Regions from separate parts of the Rattus norvegicus genome. Here region 1 is linked to region 2. Evidence: chromatin contacts called from public Hi-C data. All regions are on one chromosome and are shown on one strand. Each heading gives the region's core, a stretch centred on a gene start, on an enhancer-like site or on the middle of the called end of the contact. The rest is flanking DNA. Distances are from core to core; before and after follow the strand shown.

Evidence for each region. A called contact is a pair of places that touch in the nucleus more often than the background predicts.
Region 1: a contact with region 2 is called in a Hi-C map of the A7r5 cell line, with 4 times the contacts expected there. The contact joins the enhancer-like site here to the promoter of Large1 in region 2. A contact is called at or near these places in 3 of 12 Hi-C or Micro-C datasets (the A7r5 cell line, the Rat2 cell line and frontal cortex).

What each region holds. Positions count from the first base shown.
Region 1 is chr19:12,227,648-12,233,864 of GRCr8, forward strand. No RefSeq gene overlaps it. Among named protein-coding and RNA genes, the nearest start is that of Snrpd3l1, 170 kb to the right of the region's middle. Within about 2 kb of position 4,039, at least 4 of the 93 cell types and tissues checked have an H3K27ac peak or open chromatin away from gene starts, as enhancers often do. A contact at or near this core is called in the A7r5 cell line, where this site is marked.
Region 2 is chr19:12,052,559-12,058,101 of GRCr8, forward strand. It overlaps Large1 (LARGE xylosyl- and glucuronyltransferase 1), which reads right to left and starts at 2,149. Exons shown (of 13, transcript NM_001108439.1): 1 at 1,765-2,149.

The sequences.
Region 1 (6,217 bases), core at 2,789-5,288, 180 kb after region 2:
AACTCACAGGAACCTCACATGCCCATGATCAAACAAGCATTTAGAATTGATTTCCTAAATTCTGATTGTTTTCTGCTTCTCTTTCATAGGAGATGGTTTACCATCTGTCCACTCTTCCAAGCTAGCAGCATGAGGCATATCCTGGATTCCTTCCTCTCTTGCCTCCCACCTTCAGTCAGGAACTGACTTGTATGGATACATCTGTGAACTCTCCCGCACGTCCGCCACTGCCAGCATTTCCAGCTCGATACAGAGCTCAATGTTTTTCACTCTCAATTTCTTCACTCACTTCTTCCTCTAATTTCTCCAACTTAGTATTAGAACTGTTGGCAGACTTTTCCTTCTAAAGCTACAACCTGTTCATGGGGGAGATCTACATTCCTTCATCTATAATCTGAGTTTTATGAAAGCCCAAGAATCTTTTGGATTTGAGAGATGCCACATGTAGCACATTCTGTAGATATAGAGGTACACCATGGGATAATACCATCATCTCAAACATGGATGAGTGTTGTGTATGAATATTCACATGAAGAGTGATAAAGATTGTGAAGAGATGCTTTATAAGTTCAGCTGTGTTCACTACCAAATTAGTTTGTGCTAACTCATGAAGAAATTTTCAATTGTCAGGTTATTGAGTTTCAAGAGGGTGGATGATGGCTTCTAATCTTGTATTTTCTTTGTGGAAGTTTTTATTGGTTCCTGATCGTCTTATCCATTAGGTTTTAAAAACTTCTTCCTTACAATTGGCTTGTGACCTTCAGACACGTGCATGCCTATAAATGTTCAAAGTGGCAAACCTTTAGGAAAAACAAACTTGCACAGACTTCTACTGTGTGTTTTGAACACATTAGCTCACAATTTAAAGTTTTCTTATCCTGAGTATTTGACCTTCAGTAGCTTGGTCTCTAAACTAATAGTTACACATAATGTGGCGTGCAAGTTTCTTTCTTTTTTTTTATTAACTTGAGTATTTCTTATATACATTTCGAGTGTTATTCCCTTTCCCGGTTTCTGGGCAAACATCCCCCTCCCCTTCTTTATGTATGTTCCCCTCCCCATCCTCCCCCCCTTGCCGCCCTCCCCCCAACAATCTAGTTCACTGGGGGTTCAGTCTTAGCAGGACCCAGGGCTTCCCCTTCCACTGGTGCTCTTACTAGGATATTCATGGCGTACAAGTTTCTTTAAAGCACATCCAAGTAACTTCTCCAGTTATCTCCAGATCCTCCTCCCTTTCTTGCTGTTCCCTTAGCCTCCTTTTTTTTTTTTTTTTTTTTTTTTTTTTTTTGCGCTGAGGACCGAACCCAGGGCCTTGCGCTTGCTAAGCAAGTGCTCCACCACTAAGCTAAATCCCCAACCCCGCCTTAGCCTCCTTCTTACCCCAGGCACAATCATATTATCCAGGTAAATGCAAAAACCTTAATTTGTGAAGTGAAGTTCTTGCCTCAGTCCAACGTCTCCTTTATTCTCATATTTCTGAAGATTAATATTCATTGCTTGATTCATTCATTCAACAAATATCTACAGAACTCAAAACAGTGAAGTTCTATGCTATGTTAGAGAACAAGACAGAAAAATTAGCTTCATAGAATCTACATAACCTATTATATAACAGCCTGCGTTCCCTAAGTCACCATTGTTGACCATTAGGCCAACATGATATAGATTATCTAACAAAAAGTTGATTTTCAGCGCCAGTTTTTGCATTAGGATGGGTTACAGGGCAATCACAATCATGAAATCACAATACAATGCAATTCAACACAACTTTAATTTAGCAACTATCATCTGTCCCACATGGTGATAAGGCAGCTCCCTCTGGACAACCACCTTTGCACTTGTAGAGGCAGAAAGAAAGGCTTGGTGATTAGAACAGTTGTTCTTTCAACTCCTATCTGTGGATGACAGACACTAGATCTGATTTCCTTTCTCTGACTAGAGCAGGTCATAGATTTTATATAACTCTTGGGATCTGGGAGTGTACTTGAGAGAAATTTGTGAAGTGCCTAATGCTGTCTGTAACAAGCATTCTTTTGGTAAGAGCTGGGCATGAATGTTAGAACTCTTCCTTTTAGGGACCATAGGCAAGAATCCCTTAACTCCTTAAGCCTGTGTCAGGGAGGATCTACTTTTACAAAACCTGGAGCCTCAAGCTGCAGTCTGAAGGCCCGGGTTAGGTATGGTCGGATCCCTTCATGGAAGACAAAGCTGAAATGTAATTCATGGATCAGGTTCTAGGCAGAAGGTTATTGTGTACACAATCAACTTGAATTGGTTCACATTGATCTGAACAAATATTATGGATAGTCTAATTTGTTTGAATAATAATTTGGAACTCCTGAACTGTATGATGATCACCTACAGTGTAAAAGGCTCTGAAACACGCAGCAATCTGACCCCTACCCGGATCTCTTTTCTTCTTGCCTATGTCTAATTATGCAGATAGCCATTTCTATGCTGAAACAATTATGACTTGAATTTTTGCACATGCTCTTAATTTGTCTAAAACATCTCCTCTTCAGTGGTCATGAGATATCCTTTATCATTAGAATGTTAGCTTAAATATCAGTATATTTTTAGTTTTTCTTATTTATCATTCTTTCCATATTCATCAGGGCAAGAAATTGTCAGACCTCACTCGGTGGGCCTGACACTTTTTTCCATAAATCCAGGTTTACTCCTTAATTTTTTTTACAAGTGTCTGTGGATTCTTTTTCACTAGATCTGGGAGGTTGTGTTACTGTGCATGAGGCCATCTGGCTTGCAAAACAAAAGAATTCAGTCTAGTTTCCCATAGTAAACGTTTACTGGCCTCTGTCTTGGGGGTGCTCTGTAAAAATCAGTTACATTTTCTTCCTGACACTGCTCTCTGACTGTGTTTTTGGTATGTAACTGATACTTCAAACTTTCCTTCCCCCTGGCATGTCCCCATCAGAAAGGATCTGGCTCCTTGCTACTGCCTGGCTCGCAGATATAATCAGAACATTTAGAAACACTCAGTAAGACATTTTATTTGGATGACTAAATGAGTAGGTATTGTATACACAGTGTGAGCAAATTTTATTGGCTATTCTGGTGAGCCACACAGCCTGCCCAGTGCACAGCCGTGTGGGGAGGAAAGAATGGAGATCACAGGTGGCTGGTGTATTATTCATCATTGTGGTAGAAATGTAAAATGCCTCAGATAGTCTCATGCATTTAAACATTTGGTCTTCAGGAGATAGAGCCTTGCTGGAAAAAGTAGGTCACTTTGGGGTAGACCTTGAGAGGGTTTCCTTTTTTTTTTTTTTTTTTCTTTCTGGAGCTGGGGACCGAACTCAGGGCCTTGCGCTTGCTAGGCAAGTGCTTTACCGCTGAGCTAAATCCCCAAATCCCTTGAGAGGGTTTATAGCTCAGCCCCTACCACCTTTCTGACCAAACAGCCTCTTTCTCCTGATACTTTGTCTTCTCTGCCTACAGACATGTCTTTCCTAGTATGATGGACTGTATCTCCTTGGAATTATAAAGCAAAATAAACTCCTTCTCCCTTACGTTGCTTTTCTTAATGTATTTTGTCCTAGCAACAGACAAATAATTAAGATGTCCACCTTTAGATTTTGTGGCTCAAAATGAATAGCTACTTCTCCATCTATCAATTAAAACATGTCTCGGTCTGCTTTGTACTATAAGAGAAAACCTGAGACTGGGTGTCTAAGAAGATTAGATTGGAGGAAAGAGGCATATTTCTCACTGGTCTGGAGAGTAGAAAGTTCAAGACTGAGTGCCAGCTCCTCACAGACCAGGTTTCACGTCTAGGATGTTGTCTTGAAGCCAGAGGGATGCTGTTTCTCTCAGTGAAAGAACAAAATAAAATCAAGAATGAGAGAGAGTGGAGCCACAGTGAGAGTGAATTCTTTTTTCTATAGATAAGCATCTCTTGAGAGAGTGAACTCATTCCCACATTACCACATAACTGATTTAGTTTGCTCTCAGCAACTCTCATTAGGCTACCTCTCAAATACTGCTGTATTATGATTCACTGTTCAGACATTCAACCATAGCATACCCCAAAGTTTAAAGTGCAAGAAATCAGCCACATAGCCTCGCCTAGGATTCAGTAGTCTGCTAACTGGCAACAGGCTTTGGTAATAACAAGGACCTCAACCTTCCATAATGAATCCATAATTTCAAGATAAAATTAGAGAAGTTAAACTGGTGGAGAGATGGCTCAGTACTTAAAAGCACCAGCTGTTCTTCCAGAGGACCTTGGTTCAATTCCCAGCATCCACATAGTGGCCCACAACCATCTGTAACTCTAGTCCTAGGAGAGCTAATGATCCAACGCCCTCTTCTGTTCTAAGTGGAGACTGCTTGTACATGGTACAAAGACATAAATCCAGGCAAACACACAAAATTAGATAAAAATAGATATAGCATTCTCAAAGAAGTATATTGAACTGACTCGAGCCACATCAATCCACATGATCAGATCCTTCCAAAATAAGTGACCTATGGGAAAACCTTGCCCTAACCTTCCCCTAACATCATAGGCACCGTCAGATAATGTAATACTCTAACATCCCTGAGAGAGGACTGCTTATGCTAGAAGTCCCAACTGCTCATGTAGTATTTACCTGGTGCAAAAGATGTTTTCTAAAAGATGTAACAATTTTGCCTCAAGTTGTACTTTGCTGAGGAAATCGATAACAGTGGCTATCAGGCTCCAAAGGTGCTTTTGAAGAGAAGATGCATGAGGTGAGTGAAGGTTGGTTGGGGAGTAGAAAGAGAACAACTGGGTTGTGCTGGATAGTTGTAATTACTTGCCAGATGTAGAAGAAAGCAGCAGGCACAGGGCCTCTTTCCAGGACTCCCAGTAATGAAATGTATTACTCAGGAACTCTGGGAAAACAAAAAAAGCACAGTTGTCTCCTGCTTATCATCGTTGTCTGTACCCAGCACTCCAGTATTTTCTGCAGGTATCACTTCTGAAATCCCTTCTTCCTCCCACCTCTGTCCCAGAATCACCATAGCACCTCCTGGACCTGTCACCTTCAGCTTACATTTGGACTAGTGCATTTGTTCTGTCAGTTTTTCCTGTCTTTTCTTGCCATAGTAGTTTTAAAGTTTACTCTTTTAACCTCAGCTAGAGTGAACTCTCTTAAAGAAAAAGTAAACATGCTACTATTCTATTTAAAATTTTCTGATATCCTTGCCGTGGCCCGGGAGGCCCACATAATATATATCTGGGAGTAATCACACGCTCTAGATTCAGTGAAACCTTGATTCATGTTTTGAATTTTGATATCCACCTCACCCAGATTCATATGCTGAAATGTAACCCTCAGTGCAAACCTCTCAAGAGGTGAAGTCTTCATGACATGATTATATCATGGCAGCTCCTCATTCAGGATGAGGACTAGTGCCTTATGAAAGGGACATGGGAGGTTTCAGCCAGAAGGTACCATCAGCAAAGAAGGTCCTCCTTGTATACTAGATGAATGGCACCTTAATTTTGAACTTGCCAGCCTACAGAATTGTGAGCAATAAATCTTATAATTTACTCAGTCTGAGGTGTGTGTCTACAGCCACGTCACTCTGGAGTCTGCTCCCCTACCCTCTTCTCAGAGAGATCATCTAACCACTTACTCACAAGACCTCCTACTCAACTGCTTTCTCTTATATTCTTTTGCATTATTTTATTTTACTATTTTCATCGCTCTCTAAAATATGCTATTTCATTACTTCTAAAACTGCTTGTTATATATTTTTCTCTTTAGTTTGATGGTCCCTGTATAATCAAAACACTTAAGAAATAGCTATTGAAGGTCTGAATATTTATTCAAAAATGATAATATTATTGAATAGTTACATGCATGTTGGTCATTCATTCATTTATTTATTCCGTACTGCCCACTTCCAGTAACTGAAATATGACATGGAGACAGGAAGTCGTACTCTGCCTGCAGGTCACTTTGAACTTTGAAGAGGCAGAAATATTTGCTCCTGGTTAGGCAAAGGCTTCAGGCTGATAACAGAGAACAGAGGTGCGAGCGACAATGAAGTCCTGGAGACTGGAGTTAAGAGTATATTCTATGATGAAGCAGACACTTCTCAGAGCATGGAGCTCTTGAGTTGGGTTTTAAAGGATAATTGTGAGATGAATACTGTAAAGGGGACTTGGAAAGATACAGTATCAAGTTTAAAAATCAATTTACCTAAAGTAAAATGATATAGAAAG
Region 2 (5,543 bases), core at 899-3,398:
GGACAGCTCAGGAACGAAGAACCTAGAAAAACCTTGGTGACCTAGACAAAAGTGTTCTCATAACTTATGAAAGGATAAAAACCTTTGATTTTGTTTCTAAGGCTCGTCTGGTTTCAACTTAAAAGGCAGGGGAATCTATATCCTTTCACGTCAAAATTCCAAGTCCACAATTCAGACCACTCCGTGACGCATTGGGAGCCCCCAACATGCAGGCAGCCTGTGCTCACCCAGACTGGTGGGAATGTCTGTGTTAGAATCCTCCCAGGGGAGTTTGCCTCCTTTTCTCTGGCACATCTGCTAACATCTAAATCCTCATAGCTTCCGGCCTTCTGTGCAGAGATGCTTTCCCTTCGGTCCCCTGTCTTTTCCGGAATTAACAGGCCCCAGCTCGATAAACGTGTGTTCTCCTCAAGCAATTTTCACTAAGGTAAAGCACTCTTTGAAAATACACAAGAGATGTGTGAAACCTTCACGCAACTTTCCTTTCAGTCTTTTTTTTTTTTTTTCTCCCTGCCCCAGTAAGGTCCAAACACACTGGTGAGTAATTCATTCATGTCACCCTATTTGTGAGAAATGAGAAAAGAAACCACCACTTGTTCCTTTCCTAATTTAGATCGTTCCCCAACCTTGAGTCTATCAACGTAGATCCTGAGGTGGGGAGGCAGGAGAGGTAAAGAGGAACCTCAGGTCTCAGGTGCCTGCTTCCACCCATTAAATAAGCACTTTGGGTCCCCCACCTGTGTCAGAAAAGGCATCTGCTTTTAGGTGATGTGTCAGCCCCTCCAATACCCCTCTGTTCCCCTAAACGAAGAGAGTATGAGTTCTGTCTGTCTTGGGACACTTACATAAGACCCAGTAAACTTCCTGTGACATTCACAGAAAATGTAAGCTGCTATTTTGCTCCCTCAGGAAATCATTTTAATGGACTGAGTGGCAAAATTCATGGACTCAGAATTCAGCAGAAACCCACTCCACTGAGGTACAACAGCACTGGAACGGGGGAGGGGGGTATGCATTCCTATTAAACAGGGTCACCTGGGAGACGGACTGATTCTGTAGAAGACAATCTGTTCCTCTCAAGTGACCAGAAGTGCATCGGTTTAATAAATCTCACAACGGCAAAGACACAGCTTGGAGAAAGAACTATCCTTACACAGAGGGAGAATTTCAAGGTGATGAACAGTATAACTTCATGATACACAAACTTTAGAGTCCTCATTCCAACCTCCAGGAGCAATGACATTTACAGGAAGCTCTGATCACTACAAGAAGTTTAGTCTAACAGGACAGTCCAGGTATGTTGATTGGGTCTTCCCCTAACCACTTTATCCTAAAGAGCTTTTTGCAAAATGTGGATGCACACCCCCAAACCGGCCTCTCTTTGACCAATTGGAAAGAAAAGTTCTCTGGGCATCCCATCAGAAAAGGGAGGTGAACATTGCAGAAAGGCAGTAAAGGTCCCGGGTGGGAAAGCAATCTCTCCAGGTGTTACTAAGAACCAGCCCCCTACACTCACACCCCAACTTGCTCCTGCCTACCAATAGCTTGTACACCTATGAGCCTGTCAGGCCCTGAGACAGATCCTGGGGACACCAGAGATTGGGGTTTTCCACCTGCTTTTCTAGGACTCAAAGTCAAGTCAGAAACGGTGTGCCCATCCTCTGTGCACACCGGGTACCAGCCACAGGTTTGGATAACTTGTCCCGCACTGCTCACAAAAGCGTTCCCACGAAGGTTCTCTCATACCTCAGGGCTCTTTCTTACCTTGGCCTTGACTATACCCAGGCAGAGATTCACTCCGAAAGAGCAGAGCAGCGTGGTGCCACTGACGCCTACTAAGTGCAGTGGGTCCGGGTGGAGATCCCAGCTGGCGCTGTTCTAACCCGACCGACGGTGCCAAGCACAGACTTCGGGACAGCCTTGGGCTCCAAATGCCAACAGGAATGGCCCGTCTTGCCGGGACTGAGCACTCTCCCCTCTTTCTCCTCCTCCGGGGCGGCTGCGGAGAGCTGCTCCACGCCAGAAGGACTCTTCCAAGCACCGGGAGCCTCGCATGGGCAAGGGCCTGGGGCCACCCTGAGTTGGGTCAAGGGAACCGGCGCCAGGAAGAAACGCGGAGCTGCTGCCTGCTTCACCTCCCGCGCCCCTGACCGCTTAGCCCCTTCAGGGCAGGGCCTGCTAGCAACCGGCCCGGCCAGGCGTGTGCAGTCGTGCCCCCGGTTCCGGAGAAGCAGCGAGGCAGGGGGCAGCTCAGCCGGGCCGGGAGACCAACGCGGCGAGCGAGCACAGGAACCGGCGGTAGCTGCTTGCAGTGACCCTCCCCCCGGGCCTGCGCCGCCCGCCCGCAGCTCCGCGAGAAGCGGGCGCTGAAGAGGGCCTCGCCCCGGCCTGGGGCGCGGGACCGGGGGCGCGGGGCGGGGATAGGCGCCTCTTGGAAGGTCACGGCCGCCGGGGCGCGGCGAACGGGACGCAGCACGATGGGTGCGGGGAGCCCGGGCGGGCGGCCCCCGCCGCCGCCTCTGAGACGCGCCGGCTTCCCGGAGCGCTCAGGTTTGGAGCCGCGCGTCTGCTGCAGACGCTGTGTGCAGCCTGGAGCCGCGAACAGACGGGCGCGCGATCCCCGCTTCCCGCGCGCGGCCGGGCGGGAACCTCTGTGCGGGGACCGGCGTGGGAGCGCGCTGGCGGGCGCTGGGGTTCGAGCTCCGGGCTAGTCCGGCCGCCGCCGCGAGCCTAGAGCGTCGGGCTCGCTCAGCAGCTGCAGTGACTGTGTGTCTGTGTCATGTCTGTGCAGCTGGGGGGGAGGGGGGAGGACCGCGACTCAGGGCTGGGTTCCGAGCGGGGGCGGAACCGGAGCCCGCCTCGGAGCCCCGCCCCTTTCCCCGTGACAGCACGGACGACCAATGGGGAGCGCCAGAAATGTGCGTCTCTAGTGCCCGCCCTGCCTAGGCTACGCCTACAGCCAAGCACCTCCCTCGGCTGGTTGGCTCCTTGAAACACAGGCGGATGAAACACCCGGAGCCGGGATCCAGGGCCGGGTCGCGTGAAAAGGATGCTAGCTTGAGCTCCCCGCCCTTCTTTCCCTGACTCGGGCTATCCCAGGCTTGGATGAAAGAGGGGGAAGAGAGGCGGCGGGTCGAGTTCACGATTGTTGCTTTGGGGATGCCTGCAGGATGGGTCACCGTGTTACTCCTTTTACAAAATAACGGTTTGGGGGAAGTAGGAAGTTTACCCTGCTTTTCCTTCTGCTGGGGACGCGGCTCTCTCCTAGGTAGACAGGGCAGCGGGAGCTGAGAGGAGGCCCTATTTGAACGGTTTGACAGCATCTTGCTTAGATTCTAGATCCAAGAATTCTATGCAAGACTCTGTCCCCCCTCCCTCGCCCCCAGGGGAAACTACTTTTTTGTGTCCATATGTGCACATGCAGATGCACCTCCTTTCTAATTTTACTCTTGTTCAAAACCCAGCGTTCAACATCCACTGAAGGGACATCTAGCCTCCCGACGTTAAAGAGGAGGGTAGAGATGCCGAGAGTCCGCCCAGGCTGCAGAAGGAGCGTGAAGATTTGGTTACAGTAAAGGGGACGGGATGTCCCTCGGGAAAATACCCCCAAGGAGGCTGAAGCAGAGCCTGAGAGAGAAAGAGGACGCGAGCGGACAGTCTACTCCGACTGGAAGACCGAGCTCCGAAAGCTCGATCCAGCCTCCGGGTTTTTTCCTCAACTGGATCCCATGGCTTCTGGGGTCCCCTTCCCCCTGAGTCCCTACCTCCCCCCAACCGTAGGAGCCACTAGATCTCTGCTTTCCCCTGCGCCTCTCTCCTCGGGCAGCCCACCCACTCTCTTTTAAGGGCCGGGGAGGATGGAGAGAGGAGGAATGCGTTAGTAAAGGCTGCCTAGCTCGGGACTCTGAGCTGACTATCTTACCCGAGGTGGAGCATCTCTCTAATCTTGGATTCGGGGATCCGGCTCCTCTCTGATCTCCGCCCCCACCCCACCCCCACCCCCAGCTCTGGCCTTGGTACTTACACCCTTGGGCCGTCCTCTGACCCGGCGGACACTCTTTCCCCCCACCCTTGGCTTCCATGCTGTCTCTAGAAGCCAGGACCCCTTTCACCACCAGCAGGGGCTCTCCCCCACTTCCCAGCGCTGTTTACCTAATCAGTAGGAGCCTCAGTCGAGGAGGGTGCGAACCGAAGGTAGCGGTTCCTCCGCAAACTCCCTGGCAAAGAAATAGAAAAGAAAAAGGAAAAGGGAAAGAAAAGGTTAGCTTTGGAGCTTCGGTATAGTTAACTGCGATGCTGGGTCCTGATGTCTTATCTCTACCGGAATGAGTCTTACCGTGAACGTTGCAGGGATAGCAGATCGTATCTGGTTTTGATGCCATTATTGTGTCGGAGAAGAACATTATATGATAAAATATTATCTAATATCCTAAAAGCCATTAAAGTGTCAAAGTTTAATGCCAAGCCTTTTAGCTCGATGGCAGTTCAGTTCTTCCTCTGACATACAGCTTTGTTCTAGAACTCCCGGAAAACAAGGAGATCGTTTTATTTGAATTTATTTTATTGGAGAACAGCAGTCCTTCCTACTCTCTTCCTCCTCCCCCACAGCAGCCCCCACCCTGGAACTGGGTAAAGTCGAAGCAGGAATGTGTGCTTTCTTTTTATTTATCGCTTCGCTTCAGTTCATTAAGGGTGTAAAAACGCATTATTACAATACATTAGCATGTTAATAAGGGAAAGGGAAGAGAGTCTTGGAATTTACAAGCAAAGGAGGAAATAAATGAATTAGCATCAGAAATTCAAATATGATGAATGTGGAAAAGAAATGTCTCCATTAGAATGACCCAAAAGTGGGTGGAGCAGAAGCAACGTTCACTGGGGCCAGTGGGGTGCCGTAGTTACTACCGGGTTTCCTGAAGTTGGCTAGCATGTGTCAACAAGCTCACTGAATGTGAAAAAGCTTCTCTCTGCGAACTCAACATTACAATTATACACCAGTGGTGTATGGAATGGGCTAAATGAGGAGATTGTTAGACTGTCATAACCCACAAACAATACTGGTTAATTCCTATCATGGAGGGCTCCTCGTATAAGTTTTTTCCTCTGGAAAACTGTTAAGCTCTAGAATTTCCCAGTCTAAGCAAATGTAAGTCTGTGGTGTGTTAGTGCGTGTGTGTGTTTGTGTGTGTGTGTGTGTGTGTGTGTGTCCGTCCTGAAGTTGGAAGTGATTGCCTAGGAATTATGCCTCTTTGACACAAACCAAGATACAAATGTCATAAAAAAAAAAGATTTTGGCTATGACATCGTTATGAGGAATGCAGAATAAAATACGTAAGGAAATATATCTGTTGTTGCTAAAGAATCCGCGCGGAGTTTGCTGAGAACTGAGAAACAGGATTATCGTATCCTATAAACCAACTGCTATTTATCCTTACACCAACACTGCACCTGCCAGTGAAAAAGCTGTACTCGCCCTGCCTCCCACGCATCCACCATCCCTCCTTCCTCATTTATCCTCTCCTCTCTTTGTTGGGGTCATACAG